2 separate regions of the Pan troglodytes genome follow, and region 2 is linked to region 1. The links are chromatin contacts, called in public Hi-C maps. All regions are on one chromosome and are shown on one strand. Each heading gives the region's core, a stretch centred on a gene start, on an enhancer-like site or on the middle of the called end of the contact. The rest is flanking DNA. Distances are from core to core; before and after follow the strand shown.

Region 1 (4,563 bases), core at 886-3,385:
TGAAACCCGCTGTGGAACATGGACCTTTCTCCAGTGCAGAGGGGCCACGGGGCCCTGGGAAGGGAGTTGGAGGGTTACAGCCCTGGTCATGGCAGGGAGACGCAGGAACTGGAGGCAGGAAGAGCTGTGTTCATCCCCACAGGGTGCCCCTCTGCTCAGGAATTTGTGCAATAGAATGGGGTGAGCTAATGGGGTCACATTTAGGGGAAGGAGTCTTTCTGTCCACCCAACACACATCTCATCCTATGCACACGCGTCTCCCTTTCCCCGTTGTCCTCTCTATGATGGGAAACTAATGCTTCCCCAGGCGGGTGATTGAGGGAGAGGAGGGGTTGGTCTGCTTGTGTCTCTCCTTTCTCCCCTCCCTCAAGTCTCCTGCCTGCCTTTCTGCTGCTCTGTTCAGACTCTCACTTCCTGCAGTTCTGCAGTCAGTTTGCCCCACACGAGACCCAAGGATCTGGGTCTGTGAGTAATATTCAAGCCAACATCATTGCCAAGTGAGAAATCTCAGACCCCAGGACCTTTTTTCCATGGAGGGGCCTGGGCACAGAGACAGACTCTTCTTTTTGCAGAGTTTAGGGTCTTTTATTGGCCACGTGGGTCTGCTGAGCCTCAGACAGGGATCCCATAGTCAGCCAGATGTGTTTCTGGGTGGACTTGCGCTTGCCCTTCCACAGGTTGGTAAGCAGAGTGGTCTCCATGAAGGGCCCTTGGCTCTGCCCCTCAGCTGGTCCTGCTCAGCTCCCTTCTCACGAAAAAGACCACCCCAAGGACGAACATGCAGTCCACCCCTGCATACATCAGTCTCCCAAAGTGAAGACCATAAAAATGGCCTAATATTTCATTCATTCATTCAGTTATTTATTTATTTCGAGACGGAGTCTCGTTCTGTCTCCCAGGCTGGAGTCCAGTGGTGCGATCTCAGCTCACTGCAACCTCTGTCTCCTGAGTTCAAGCAATTCTCCTGCCTCAAGCTCCGGAGTAGCTGGGACTACAGGCGTGTGCCACCACTCCTGGGTCATTTTTTTGTATTTTTAGTAGAGACAGGGTTTTACCATGTTGGTCAGCTGGTCTTGAACTCCTGACTTCATATGATCTGTCCACCTCGGCCTCCCAAAGTGCTGGGATTACAAGCATTAAGTCACCGCACCTGACCATATAGCATTTCCTTTTAATTATTTACTTATTTAATTTTTACTACACTCCCATTTTAGCAATACTGATATTTCATTTAATGTTGCTATTATTATTTACTGTTATTGAGACAGAAGCTTTGTCTGTGTTAGACGATGATCTCATGTAATGTGACTCTTTTATAATTGTGCTTAGGATTCCACGGGAGATGAGTGAATAAACGACTGAACATTGTGCATAAACAGACAATTTATATATTCATAAGATTAAGACATTTTGTATTCCTCATCCGTTATGCAAAGCAAAGACTAGACACTCTGGAGTCATCTCTCATGAGAACAAGCCTGCAGACAGCTGGGAAGCACACCAGCCACCAACTGGGAGTATTAAAAAGAGCAATCCAGTCTCCAAATCAAGGAGAGGGTTCAAATCATAGAAAAGCTGCAGAGCCACCGGGTCTCAGAGTTTCCCGCGGAAACGCTGGGACTCGCTACCAATCCCATGAGCGCACCTGGGGATTTTAACGTCTGGTGGGATGGTGGATTCCGAGTGTGGTTGGACAGGGCTGGAGTGCCCTGAAAGGCCTGAATGCTCTCCTGCCGGTGAGAAAACTGGAAGCGGATTCTGGGCGGGAGCTGTCGCCAGCGAGAGGCGGGTCTTGGATAGTGGGGAGAGGCCAGGGTGGGGAGGGTGGAAGCCACCGTGAGGTGGGGTCTGGGCAATGGGAAAGGGGTGCAAGAGGGTCGTGTGGGAGAGTGGAACTGCTGTGGGCGGGGCCTGGGCAGTGGGGAGGGGGCGGGGTGAGAAGGGTGAAAGTCGCCCTGGGGTGGGGTCTGGGCAACGGGAAAGGGCTGGAAGAGGGTGGGGTGGGAGGGTGGAACTACCGTGGGGGCGGGGCCTGGGCAGTGGGGAGGGGGCGGGGTGAGAAGGGTAAAAGTCGCCCTGGGGTGGGGTCTGGGCAACGGGAAAGGGCTGGAAGAGGGCGGCGGGATGAGAGGGTGGAAGCTGCTATGGTGCAGTCTGGGCTGTGGGAAGCGGGCAGGGCCGGGAAAGGAGCGGGTCTGGGCTCTCTACTCCTCTTGGCCCCAGGTCATTTTCTGCTGTCAGCCTTTCTCTCCACTAGGACTGGATCGACAGCATTGCACTGCTAAAATAAAGTTTCAGCTCATTGAAATTAGCCGGGGATGCTTCCTGCTTATTTTCAGTTAATAAGCAGGGATGCTTCCGGCTTATTTTCAGTCCAGGGACGCTTCCTGCTTATTTTCAGTTAATCCAACATTTCAAACAATTTAAGGCAAAAGAACAGAATTGTACTGGGCCACTTAATTGAAGGCTAAGGTTTTTTTACTCTTACATTGAAAACGATTTAAGTGAAAAACTCATTTTGTTTGCAGGTGGAGACAGGCATCCTACCATTAAGAGGATCACAACTCATCTTAGCTCAGGGTACCAGGAGGGGTGCAGGGGCATCAGCGGATGGTCCCTGTGGGGCAGTGGTTTCATCCTGGAACTGGCAATTAGAACCGTTTAATTAATCCGGGACCTGATTTGTCTGTTTAGAGGATGAAACGAAGGTGAAATTTCTACTTGTGCTGTGTTCAGTTTCATAGTGACAACGATCGGAACATCGTTTCCATTTCTATTTGCCAGGCACCGGGATGGAAGAAAGAGAAGTCTGGGCTTAGGTCCAGGGGCGTTTCAAGGACCCTGGACCAGGGTGTGTGGAGGAAGGGTATCTGGTAATTTAGGTCGCCAACCATTCCCTTAAACATAAAGAATACTTTTTAAAATAGAGGAATTATAGGGAAAATCTCAGAGATAAATTTCTGGGTTACTTGGTATTTTGGAGTATTTTGTGTTGTAGATCAAGAAGCTTTCAGATGCATTTTGGAAGATAAAATAGTTTGGAGTGTTACCTTGTATGATATCGGGGTCTCATTGGAGCATGTGCATCACTAATGCCTTGTTTCCTTATCTTTCAATTGTTGATCTATTACACAATTGTAAGGGAATTTTAAATGTATATGGCTTTGAAATGAAGTTGGTGCATCTAATTTTTTCAATTAGCTGAAATTTTCCTTTAGCAGTTAATGATGTCTCTTATGTGTGACAGGAACATTCAGTACACCCACAGTGAAGGCTGAGTGCCCTTCAAAGCTTTTTTCTTCTGTTTTTTGTTTTTTGAGACAGGCTCTGTCACCCAGGCTGGAGTGGTGCGATCATAGCTCACTGCAATCTCACACTCACTTCAGCCTCCTGAATAGCTGGGACTATAGACATGCACCACCGCACCTGGATAATTTCTCAATTTTTTTGTATAGATGGGGTCTTACTATGTTGCCCAGGCTGGATTCAGTGCCGAGTCTCAAAGGCCAAGGTACCAGGGCAAGTTCATTATTTTTGAGTTTCACTTGGTGTTATGTGTTGACAATGTAGAAGCCGATTTTGACCCTGTAATCCTAGCAGATAGCAAAGGTTAAGCCTCCCCTTTCCATCCTTTCTTCTTTTTTTTGTTTTTTTAGATGGAGTCCTGCTCTGTTGCCCAGGCTGGAGTGCAGTGGCACGATCTTGGCTCACTGCAGCCTCTGCCTCCCAGGTTCAAGTGATTCTCCTGCCTCAGCCTCCCTAGTAACTGGGATAACAGGCGCTGCCACCGCGCCTGGCTAATTTTTGTATTTTTAGTAGAGACAGCGTTTCACCATGTTGGCCAGGCTTATTTTGAACTCCTGACCTCAGGTGATCCACCTGCCTCGGCCTCCCAGAGTGAAGTGCTTGGATTACAGGCATGAACCACCGTGCCCGGCCAGAAATATCCTTTTTAAATCTCTTGTGAATATGTTGATTTTGCTTCAATGAAAATGTATAAGCATTTAAACTCTGCATATACAAAATGGATTCATGGCTTTCATCTATAATCAGATTCACCCCTACTATTCTCAATTTAATGAAAAGATCCAAAATCAAATCATTTCTTTGCTTGGGATCATGGAAGTCCATGCTGAAACTGCTTTCTTGTCAACATAGGTACTTAGCAATATTGCATAACACAGAGCAGTCTACCTTGCAAAAGTCCCCAAATCTATCCCAGACACCATATCTTTTGAAACTGTAGATGTAGTTGTGAAATATGCTATTTTTCCTGTCTAAACAATTGTATTTTCAATTAATCACCACTTTTCCATTGATGAAATCTTCCACATGTGGGGATGTGAGAGGCAAACATACTTCAAAGTAGAGGTAAATTCACAGATGTTGCCGTAAAATTATTGCTAGTAGATACGATGCCATTTAATATTTGATAATCTAGTTTTACTTTGTATAGGGTTCATATGAAGGAGAATATCCAGCCAGCATGGTAGCTCACGCCTGTAATCCCAGCACTCTGGGAGGCCAAAGCAGGTGGATCACTTGAGGTCAGGAGTTTGAGAC
Region 2 (4,701 bases), core at 1,160-3,659, 92 kb before region 1:
GGGCTTTTGCTTGTAGTTACCTGAGAAGGTTTGCCGGTTTTTCTTCAGGAGAGCTCCTGTTGACAGTCTGCAATTCTGCAGTCCCTGTGTTTTCATGGTAAGCTGTGGTCTGGTTCTCCACCTAGTGTCTGCCTGCGTTACTGCAGACTCTCGTTTATGTTGCTTGCCTTTGTTCTCAATGGTTTCCCTGACCTGGCATCCTGTCACTTTTGATGGTACTTCTGTTACTTAACTGATTCTTTAGGTTTAATTGTAATTGTTGAGGGTTTTTTTGTTTTTGTTTTGTCTTTATTTTGTTGAGATGGGGTTTCACTATATTGCCCAGGCTGGTCTTGAACTCCTGGGCTCAAGCACCCCTCCTGCCTCAGGCTCTCAAAGTGCTGGGATTACAGGTGTGAGCCACTGCTCTCAGCCTAACTGTAATTCTTAGATGCCTGGGTTCGGGGCTTGCTCTGTCATTTCTAGCTCTTGGACCTTAGGCCAGTTTCTTAGCGTATCTGTGACACAGTTTCTTTTTTTTTTTTTTTTTTTTTTTTTTTTTTTGAGACGGAGTCTTGCTCTCGCCCAGCCTGGAGTGCAGGGGCGCGATCTCGGCTCACTGCAAGCTCCGCCTCCCGGGTTCACGCCATTCTCCTGCCTCAGCCTCCCGAGTAGCGTAGCTGGTACTACAGGCGCCCGCCACCACGCCCGGCTAATTTTTTTGTATTATCATTAGAGACGGGGTTTCACCGTGTTAGCCAGGATGGTCTCCTGGTGACCATCGTGATCCGCCCGGCTCGTGATCCGGTCCTGACCTCGTGATCCGCCCAGCTCGGCCTCCCAAAGTGCTGGGATTACAGGCGTGAGCCACAGCGCCCGGCCGACACAGTTGTTTCCTAGTAAGACAGGAAAAGCTCTTTTTCTCATGGGCTATTATGTTGTCATTTGAGTTAATACAGGTAAAGTATTCCGAATAATGCCTTGCACATAGTGTTCAGAAAAGTCAGTCATTGCTATTGCCATTATCATCACAGTTTTTACTTCTGGCCAGTGTTTCTGTAAAGCCACTGTGGACCTTGTCACCTCAGAAGACATCATTCGTGCTTTAGCTTATCTAGATACTGAATATCACTTAGTGTGTTGAAAATAATATCTAACACTTCTATAGAGATCAGCTTGTGTTTGGGTTTTTATTTGTCTATTTATTGTATTGTCCACAAAACTGAAAACTCCACACAGATTTAGAGGCTATTATAACTAGTTAGGGAAAAGTACAATAAAACAGAATTAGGGAGACATAACTTGCTCAAAAATGCCTTCACGCCGGGCGCGGTGGCTCACGCCTGAGATCCCAGCACTTTGGGAGGCCGAGACGGGCAGATCACGAGGTCAGGAGTTCGAGACCAGCCTGGCCAACATGGCAAAACCCCATCTCTACTAAAAATACAAAAATTGGCCGGGCGTGGTGACAGGCACCTGTAATCCCAGCTACTCGGGAAGCTGAGGCAGGAGAATCGCTTGAACCCGGGAGGCGGAGGTTGCAGTGAGCCGAGATCATGCCATTGCATTCCAGCCTGGGCGACAAGAGCTAGACTCTTGTCAAAAAAAAAAAAAAAAAAAAAAAAAACCTCACATATTCGTATTTAAGAATATAGGAAACACTGATTCAGTTTCTTCTACTGTTCTCTCACAACACAGAATGCTACCGTTAGCCCAGAGGTACTGGGTTTTCCCACACACACCAAGCAAGCAATCCTGCCACAGACACCAGGTGCGTGTTCTCTCATTCCGTTCCATTTTGCCGGGACATGGCATCAGATCCCACACGTTGAGGGCTCAGTCCCACAATAGTGCACACATTTCAATGCCAGTCACAAGCACAGGTTGTGACTTGTGCTTACAGATCAGATATAAATCCAGGAGTCCCTTGACCCCCTCCTCAGGTTCAACGAAGTTGCTAGAGTGGCTCACAAAATACAGGGAAACACTTTACATAGATTTACGTATTATAAAGGATATTACAAAGTTGACAGAAGAACAGCCAGATGGAAGGGATCAGTGAGGTGAGGCATGGGAGAAGGGGCGTTGAGCCTTGGTGCCCTCCCTGGGTGCACCACGCTGCAGGAGCCTCCCAGTGTTCACCTATCCAGAAGCTCCGCTGAATCCTCTCCTTTTGGGTTGTTATGGAGCCTTCATTACATATGCATGATTGCTTATATTACTGGCCATTGGTTAAACTTTTAGATAGCCTAAGTTTTGTTTTTTTTTTTTTTTAGGAGAGACGAAGTCTCACTCTGTCACCCAGGCTGGAGTGCAATGGCGCGATATCGGCTCATTGCAACCTCCGCCTCCTGGGTTCAGGCCCCGCCCCGGCCCCGCCCACCCTATGCTCTCAGTCCCTCCCAACGCCCGGCCTTTCCCCACCGCAACCCGCCCCTTTGCCTACTGCGCGGGCAGTTTCTTGCAAACCCGGAAGCAGATCTCTTGGAGTGAAGGCTGTTAGTCGCCGCGTGAGTTTCCCTCTATCTAGATTAAACCTGCGTTTCGGAGTCCCCTGCTCCTCCGTACCCGATGTCCGGGGGTTCCTATAGCCCTTAAAGTCCCCGCACGGCTCCCTCCATTCCATGTAAATTCAGACGTTGCCGCGAGACTCTGGGGGTCGCATCGCTTTGGGTTAAAATCACACAGGCTGGTCCTGCCCGCGGTCTTTCGGCCTTCAGACCATGCAGACACCTCCTTTCCTGCGCCGTTTCCTGCTTAAAACCCTTTACTTAAAACCCTGCGCCCTGTGAAGTCCTCATCTGCGAAGTGGGTGCAGGATTTTACCGTCCCCTAACCTCGCCCTAGTCGGTTACTGGAGCGTTAGCGCCGCAGCCCCAGTCCCGGGGAGGCCGCGCCTCTGCCTGGTTCTGGGATCCTGCATACCCCACCCCTCTCCTAAGGCGCTGTCGCCCCCCACCTCTCTCCTCCTCGTGCGGGGCCCTGCTGCTCCCTAGGCCTCCCCTTCGCAGTCACCGTTTCCCCTGAGCCCGCGCTGGGGAGGTGCCCGGGGCTTGTCCTGTGATACCCGGTGTTCTTGCCTGCCCAGCTCCACCCGCTGGAAAATGTGCTCCTCCAGGATCCAGGTGTCTTACTCCAAACCCTCCCTGTGAATGTGTGGGCCAAGGGGATCAGGAGACAGAGAGAGGGGCTGAGAGAAAAGTAGAAAAACGGAGACAGAGGAAAGAATGAGGGGAACCAATAAACATGGCAAAGTAGAGGATGGGTCAGGATTTGCAGAGACAGTAAGGGCGAAAGAGGTCGCTGAGAAAGTAACGGGATGGAGAAACAACTGGAGAAATGTAGAGAAAAGCTCGATGTCTAGAGAGATGAAGGACAGCAAGGTAGGGAGAGGGGCAGCTCCTCAGACAGAGAGTTAGGGAGAGGAGCGGGTATTTGGAGCCAGGACAGACAGAGCAGCGTGGTGCTGGGACAGCAAGAAGGGGCAGCCCGTGACAAGGAGAGCAGAGGGAGAACCACAGCAGGGGGAGACCTGGGATCTGGGGGTGCCAAAGAGTGGGGACAAGGAAGTGAAACAGGGAAGAGGGGATTTAACAGGGAGAGCAGAGATAAGGGAAGAAAGAGGCAGAAATATATGGAGATTGGGGACAACCAAAAGACTGGGGTGAAAGAGGAATAAGAGGTGAAACAAGTTGCAAGAATGGAGCAGAACAAGTGGAAGAGAAGGAATAGAGGGAAGGAGAAACAGCAGGAGAAGAGAGGGGCTCAAAATGAGGAGCAGAGACCCAGGCTGAAACACAGAAAAGAAACAAGGAGAGAGAAGAAGAGAATGAGAGAGATGTACAGAATGAGGGAGGGAAACACACAGGAAGGAAGAAAGAGGGGGACTATGGCCCAGATGCATGGTGGTTTCATTGGATATGGATAATTACATCATGATATATTGATTTCTGTATCCATAATCTAACAAATTTTTTTTTCTTAAGACAGAATCTCACTCTATTTCCCAGACTGGCGTGCAATGGCACGATCTCGACTCACTGTAACTCCGCCTCCTGTGTTCAAGCGATTCTCCTGCCTCAGCCTCCCGAGTAGCTGGGATTACAGGCATGCACCACCATACCTGGCTAACTTTTGTATTTTTAGTAGAGATGGGGTTTCACTATGTTGACCAGGCTGGTCTCGAACTCCTGACCTCAGGTGATCTACCCACCTCAGCTTCCCAAAGTGCTGGGATTACAGGCATGAGCCACTGTGCCCAGCCCCTAATAATCTAACAAATTTTATATGTATATATTTTATTTCTGTTATGGAGATGCTGGTGAGAATCACAAAAGTTTTGTCTATAAGACATGTGCATTTTATACTTCCTGGCATCAGAGGTTAGCTTCTATTTGCAATCTCTGTTCTACCAGAGGGCAGTGACTTGACTCATTCAGTTATGGGTCATCCTCTTTCCTTTTCCCAGGATGGGGTAATGTGTAGGCAAGTGTATGAGTGAGGAGGAAAAACCAAAGTGTTTTTCCCACTCTCATAATCAAGTAATGAACGCTCAACAAAGAATGCATCGCCTCTCATCACCAAAACGTGTGGGGTGGGGATTTCTCCTCACCAACACGCAGTTCTTCAACAAACACTACCTGACTGTCCAATAATTTAATTCAATTCGGACACTATCTACCCAGAGTTAGCATTAGATCCCACTAGTTGAGGGTTCCCACT

Evidence for each region. A called contact is a pair of places that touch in the nucleus more often than the background predicts.
Region 2: a Hi-C map of induced pluripotent stem cells shows a contact between it and region 1, with 2.4 times the contacts expected there. The contact joins the promoter of ZNF665 here to the enhancer-like site in region 1. A contact is called at or near these places in 2 of 7 Hi-C or Micro-C datasets (both in induced pluripotent stem cells).

What each region holds. Positions count from the first base shown.
Region 1 is chr20:55,936,198-55,940,760 of NHGRI_mPanTro3-v2.0_pri, reverse strand. All of the region lies in intron 1 of ZNF160 (zinc finger protein 160), which reads left to right. Among named protein-coding and RNA genes, the nearest start is that of ZNF160, 8.8 kb to the left of the region's middle. Within about 2 kb of position 2,135, at least 5 of the 24 cell types and tissues checked have an H3K27ac peak or open chromatin away from gene starts, as enhancers often do. A contact at or near this core is called in induced pluripotent stem cells, where this site is marked.
Region 2 is chr20:56,028,682-56,033,382 of NHGRI_mPanTro3-v2.0_pri, reverse strand. It overlaps ZNF665 (zinc finger protein 665), which reads left to right and starts at 2,409. Exons shown (of 5, transcript XM_054672588.2): 1 at 2,409-2,489.